2 separate regions of the Cricetulus griseus genome follow, and region 1 is linked to region 2. The links are chromatin contacts, called in public Hi-C maps. All regions are on one chromosome and are shown on one strand. The core of a region is the stretch at or near the end of the contact, and the rest is flanking DNA. Distances in the headings are between cores, read along the strand shown. Region 1 overlaps Ext1 (exostosin glycosyltransferase 1). Region 2 holds the start of Ext1 (exostosin glycosyltransferase 1).

What was found. A called contact is a pair of places that touch in the nucleus more often than the background predicts.
Region 1: a Hi-C map of liver shows a contact between it and region 2, with 2.6 times the contacts expected there. The contact joins the enhancer-like site here to the promoter of Ext1 in region 2. A contact is called at or near these places in 2 of 8 Hi-C or Micro-C datasets (the CHO-K1 cell line and liver).

What each region holds. Positions count from the first base shown.
Region 1 is chr10:1,968,704-1,971,863 of CriGri-PICRH-1.0, forward strand. The region is part of intron 1 of Ext1 (exostosin glycosyltransferase 1); the gene reads left to right. Among named protein-coding and RNA genes, the nearest start is that of Ext1, 61 kb to the left of the region's middle. Within about 2 kb of position 1,373, at least 2 of the 6 cell types and tissues checked have open chromatin away from gene starts, as enhancers often do. A contact at or near this core is called in the CHO-K1 cell line, where this site is marked.
Region 2 is chr10:1,907,416-1,910,547 of CriGri-PICRH-1.0, forward strand. Ext1 (exostosin glycosyltransferase 1) reads left to right here and starts at 1,468. Exons shown (of 11, transcript NM_001246767.1): 1 at 1,468-3,132. The coding sequence starts at 2,184.

The DNA of each region.
Region 1 (3,160 bases), core at 123-2,622, 61 kb after region 2:
TACCTATAGTTTTCCAGAAATACGCAGTATTGTAATCCCTTTCCCCAGGGCCACTGGCAAGGCGGTTTCCGACTTCAGGATGTGGTTGCATTTTATGCAGGGATGTATAGCAGAATCATAGCGCAGCCACGTGGAGAGTGATACTGGAAGACACAGTATATTGTCAGGAGTAATTTAGAGCACGATTGACCCTACTGATGCTGTTAGTGTAGTGTTTCTAGCTGACTGGGTTTACCCGCAGCTACTGGGCAACACTGTGCTTAGGAGGCATTGTGGGAGAAGCTCACGGATTAGTTAGTAAGTTAGCACTATAAAATTAGGAAATCAGCTTGGCATTAGCCAACACAGAAAACACCTTCATAATGTCCGAATGCCACCCATCCCTGTGATTTCTCTGCCCAATCAGCTGTTATTCTTTAGTGACATTTTTTTTTTTTTTTAAAGCTGGTGTTATTCAGGTCTTGTTTCTCATAGGGGTAGCAGTTCTTCACAGGATAGGAACCAAAGCTGTGATGACTCTAAAGGGAAATGGGGGGGTGGGGCCCGCTGGCAAGTAATTCAGTGGATGAAAGCCCTTGTGGCCAAGCTTGGTGACTTGAGTCTGAACCCCCGGAGCTTAGTCTACATCGTGGAAAGAGAGCTAACTTCAGAAAGCTGCCCTCTGACCTCTAGACGTGTGCTGTATGCACCCATCACACCATGAGTGCACACAGAGTAAATAGAATGTGTAAAGAGCAAGTTTCAGATTGCATCTAGTATGTGAGCTGAGTTCTCTGACCTCCACACATGCACTGTAGCATGCTCTCTCTCTCTCTCTCTCTCTCTCTCTCTCTCTCTCTCTCTCTCTCTCTCTCTCACACACACACACACACACACACACACACACACACACACACACACTAGAATGTTTAAAAAAAACCAAGTTTGAGATTGAATGCTAATATCTAAACTGAGTGAGTTTTAATTAAACTGTCACTCACTTTGTGTAGATGGATTAACTTTCACTGGCATTGTTAATATGCTAATAGCCAGGTAGGCGGGGTTCTGCTGTTTTTAACCCATGTGGTGTTCTAGAAAGAATCATCATAACAGAGTGATGTCCCTTGTTTGTTTGTTTGTTTGTTGTACCCACTATTGTGTTTTTATAACGTAATTTCTTTCAAGTGTATCACCTACTTTGAGTGGTGAAGTTGTGAGTGGCTCTATGACATAGAATTTACCTCCTTTTCATTCTCCAATTTAATTCTTAGGGCAGTTATCATCTCTCTTTCATTTCCTCAACCCCAAATTCACCTAAATAGCATTGATGAGTAATGAGAGGTGAACTATGACTTCTTGGCTGCTACATGCCATTGGAATTCAGTCACACTCATTCAGTTACATACATGTCATGTCTGGTGGCTGCAATGGCAGAGTTAGTCATTGCATTGGGCCCTGTAAAGTCTAGGATGTTTCCTCTCTGGCTCTTCGCAGGCAAGCAAGCTTGCTGAACCTGTGTGTTGAGGCACATGTTGGGAAGAAACATGAGCCACATGAAGAGGACACAACCTTTCAAGTTAGGCAGTAGGGCGTCAGGCCTCAGTTTCCTGAAAGGTAAAACTTATCCCATCCCCGAGGGTTTGGCTGAGGATGAATTGGGATAGTGAGTGCAAGTGTACCAACTACCAGTACCTCAGAAACAAATGGTGTTTGTGCCTTCGTCTTTGCAGTGGTTACTGGTACTTCTGGCTTTATGTCACCTGTTCAAATAGAAGTCAGCCCGCAAACAGAAACCAAAACAAAACCACACACACACACACGCACACACACACCCACGCACGCACGCACGCACACACGCACTCAGGCACGCACGCACACACTCAGGCACGCACGTGCATCTTTCCATCAAATTGGTGGCATTCGGCACTCAGGGCTTTTTGCTGAGGTGAATCTCCCTGTAGAATCTCTTCTGTAAATCAAGAGCATCCCAGGCGATAGCTGGCTGGTGAAGCAGAGCCATGGCTGCTTGGTTAGAGTATGGTCGAGTAAAGCTCTTGGCTGTTCCCCCGTGTCCCCCTTTTCCATGCTTCTTGTTAAGCCGAGGTGCTTGCAGCAACCGGAGACACCCCCCCTTCTTTCCAATGAAGTTACACATGTGTTTTCCCGTTCAGACCTGGCAGCCTCATAGGGAGCGCTGCCCAGGCAGGGTGACAAGCATGGACATTTCTTGGCCTCCTCCTCCTCTCTTGTGCTGTCTGCTTTCCATGTATTATTGTTAGCCACCTCGAGACCTTCACCAAGGTCTGTTTTGGGTGGTGGGGTTGTTGTGTGAGTGTACTGCTTACTGTTGTCCAATGTTACTTTCTCCTGTTTATAGAAAAAAAAAATCTGCTTGTGTCAGCCTCACCTAGGTTACTAGTATAGACGTAGCTAAGAAACCCAGGGTGATGCGGGTGCCATGTGCTCCTGCGTGTGAATTTTGTAGAACATTAATGAATGGTGTGTCCCCTGGGCTTTCTTTTACCTTTGTTTTGTCGCTGTTAAACACTCTTGTGTTTTAAAAGTAGTATTGCCATGTGACCTGGTGGGTCTGAGAGATCTGCTTATAAATGATTGAAGGTGTTGCTCCCACCCTTTTATACCTTGGGATGTCTGTTGAGGGAGGAAGAGCGGGATCTTGTTATTGGCTTCCGATGATAGTCTGGAGTGTTTTTTTTTTTTTTTTTTTTTTTTTTTTAATAGATTGTGTTTGGCCGCCAATGTGGTGCTTGGGTGTGATTAATTTGTGCAGCTTGCCATTGGATAAATAATTTTCTTTCCTTGGATCCTTGTTCAGAAGGGATTAGCCAAGTGAACTGGGAAAGATGCCTTTGTAGGAGGGCTTGGGCTGTTTGTGATAATCACTGAGCAATCCAGTGGCTGATTGAATTCAACTCTTACAGAGCTATCTGACTCATTGGCTCTTAATGCCTCTAAAAGTCTTCAACGGTGTTTTTAATCTCAGTGAGGTGGATATAGTTCAGAATTTACCATTTCCTCGGGGATCTAGTGCTGGGCATTCACAGAGAATACGATATGAAGTGAGTTTCACATAGGCGGCTTTTCTGATCTTATTCTGTCTTTCTTCCAGTGTGGAACAAATGCATTGAAAGGTTAATCTCAATTTAGCTCTTTTGGAAAT
Region 2 (3,132 bases), core at 218-2,717:
AGACACTCCCACAATAAACAATCACTAAACAGCTCTGCTGCCCTAGGCAACTGCTTGTCCAGCTTGGTCAGGCTCCCAGGCTAGGGTGGGAAGGGTGCTCAGGCTCTGAGGCCAAGTGATGCTCAGGAGTTTAGCACACCTTTGGGGGCACTGGCGCTTCCTTTAGAAGACCGGTTTATCAGAATCATCCAAATAAGTTCACCCCGGATGACAGGCTTGGGGAAGGGTCGTCAATGGAAGCAAGGTCAACCGAAGCCAGGGACAATCATGGCACATTTATTGTAAATAATAATAATTATTATTTTTTTTGCTTCAAAGGTCCCCTTCTATAGCTAGGGCAGGTGACATCTTAAAAACACCACCCCAAGAATAACAGCCCAAATGGGGGCAAAGTGAAATGGTCTCTCTTCAGCCATTAGGTCCCTCCGGGCCAGTGAAGAGAACAGGTGGAAGGGAGGGACTCAGGACCGAAGTGGGGACAGAGCAGAAAGAAAGGCTCAGGAGGTGTCTTCTCAAGCTCCCAAGCACGGGTGGAGAAGTGCAACGATTCCACCGGACTGTGACAATTCCTCTTTCTGGTCGAGGATGGGTGTCTCCGCCGGGAAGACCCAAGAACGGGTGGGTTAGACACAGGGGAATCAGGAAGATCGTGTCAATGTACAAAATACAAACCAAAACAAACCAACACTGGGCCTCAGCGGGTGTCAACGCGGGAGAGAAACCTCCCGGCCCGGCGCTCGCTTTCCACCAAGTCCCCACCCCCTTCCTCCTGGCTTCTCCATTTTCAGGCATCCTCCACCAGGTCCTCTCAGCCTCCGGGCGGGGGAGGCGTCCCCGGCTCGTGGGGACCCCGGGCATCCCGAGCCGCAGGCTGCCCGGGCGTGTCCCCATCCCTGCGCCCTCGCCTTGGGGGGTGGGATGGGGGTGGATGGTGTGGACCAGCCTGGTCCAGATGGCAGCCGGCGATGGGCGACGCCCGGGAGATCGGCTCGCCCCGGCGCCCGCCCGCCCGCTCGCCCGGAGGCTCCAGGGGGTCCCGCGGCCGCGCGCCGGCGCCTCTGCCGGCTCGCCGCCGCCGGGGGGTTATGAATGGGCGCAGCGGAAGCCCCGCCCCACCCGGACGTGACGCCCGGCCAATGGCAGCGCGGGCTGCGTGGATGGATGAGGTCAGCGCTGTCGTGTCGGGAATGGAATGTGTAAGTGTAACATTCAGAACCGGGTAACATTCGGCGACCGAACGCGGCGGTCGGCAGCGCTAGCGCGGGGGCCCTGCGAAGCCACGCTCCGGGCCGGCACTGCCCGCGGGGAGGACGCACCGCTGCCGCCGCTGCCGCTGCCGCCACCACCGCCGCCGCCGCCTCCTCCGCCGATCGGCGCAGCCTCGTGCAGTGCAGCCGGCCGGGCCGCCGCGCGCCCGGGGAGCCGGCCCCGCGGCGGGCGAGCGAGCGAGCGGGGGGCGGGCGAGCCGGCGAGCGCAGGAGTAAACAGCGGCGGAGTGAGTGTGCGAGCCGCTGCAGAAGGGAAAAAAGAAAGAGCCATGCAGGGATTCGTGAGGTTACGGCGCCCCAGCTGCAAGATGCACTAGCCGGCTGAAGCCGGGGCGGGCTGACTTGTTGGAACCGCGGTGCTCGGCCACCGGAGCGTGTGCAGGAGGAGTTGAAGAGTTGCTCTCTCCCCCCCGGGCTCGTTCTCCTGACGCCGCCGAGAGAGGAATCGGAGCGGCGAGGCAAGCCAGGCACTCGGTCATTGCCATTGATTGGGTATCGGGAGCTTTTGGCTGGTTTTTTTTTTTTCTTTCTTTCTTTCTTTCTTCTTCTTCTCTCCTTCGCCGCTCGCTTTCTTTCCCTCCGTCTTGTTGCATGCAAGCAAGCAAGCAAGCAAGCAAGCAAATCGCCGGCCGCTGCTCGCTCGCCCGCCCGCCCTGGCTGCGAGACCTCCCGCCCGGCTCCCTCCCGTGCATTGTGCAGCCCGAAGATGAAAGACCGGAGGGGAGAAAGTTAAAGAAATCGCCCACATGCGCTGGATCAGTCCACGGCTTGGGGAAAGGCATCCAGAGAAGGTGGGAGCGGAGAGTTTGGAGTCTTTACAGGCGGGAAGATGGCGGACTGGAGCTCAAAGTGTTGATTGGGAAACTTGGGTGATTCTTGTGTTTATTTCCAATCCTCTTGACCCAGGCAGGACACATGCAGGCCAAAAAACGCTATTTCATCCTGCTCTCTGCTGGCTCTTGTCTCGCCCTTTTGTTTTATTTCGGAGGCGTGCAGTTTAGGGCATCGAGGAGCCACAGCCGGAGAGAGGAGCACAGTGGTCGGAATGGCTTGCACCAGCCCAGTCCGGATCATTTCTGGCCCCGCTTCGCGGACGCTCTGCACCCCTTCTTTCCTTGGGATCAGTTGGAAAACGAGGATTCCGGCGTGCACGTTTCCCCCCGGCAGAAGCGAGACGCCAACTCCAGCGTCTACAAAGGCAAGAAGTGCCGCATGGAGTCTTGCTTCGACTTCGCCCTTTGCAAGAAAAACGGCTTCAAAGTCTACGTGTACCCGCAGCAGAAAGGGGAGAAAATCGCCGAAAGTTACCAAAACATTCTAGCGGCCATCGAGGGCTCCAGGTTCTACACCTCGGACCCCAGCCAGGCGTGCCTCTTTGTCCTGAGTCTGGATACTTTAGACAGAGACCAGTTATCACCTCAGTATGTGCACAATTTGAGATCCAAAGTGCAGAGTCTCCACTTATGGAACAATGGTAGGAATCATTTAATTTTTAATTTATATTCCGGCACTTGGCCTGACTACACCGAGGACGTGGGGTTTGACATCGGCCAGGCGATGCTGGCCAAAGCCAGCATCAGTACTGAAAACTTCCGACCCAACTTTGATGTTTCTATTCCCCTCTTTTCTAAGGATCATCCCAGGACAGGAGGGGAGAGGGGCTTTTTGAAATTTAACACCATCCCTCCTCTCAGGAAGTACATGCTGGTATTCAAGGGGAAGAGGTACCTGACAGGGATAGGGTCAGACACCAGGAATGCCTTATATCATGTCCATAACGGGGAGGACGTCCTTCTCCTCACCACCTGCAAACACGGCAAAGACTGGCAAAAGCACAAGGACTCTCGCTGTGACAGAGACAACA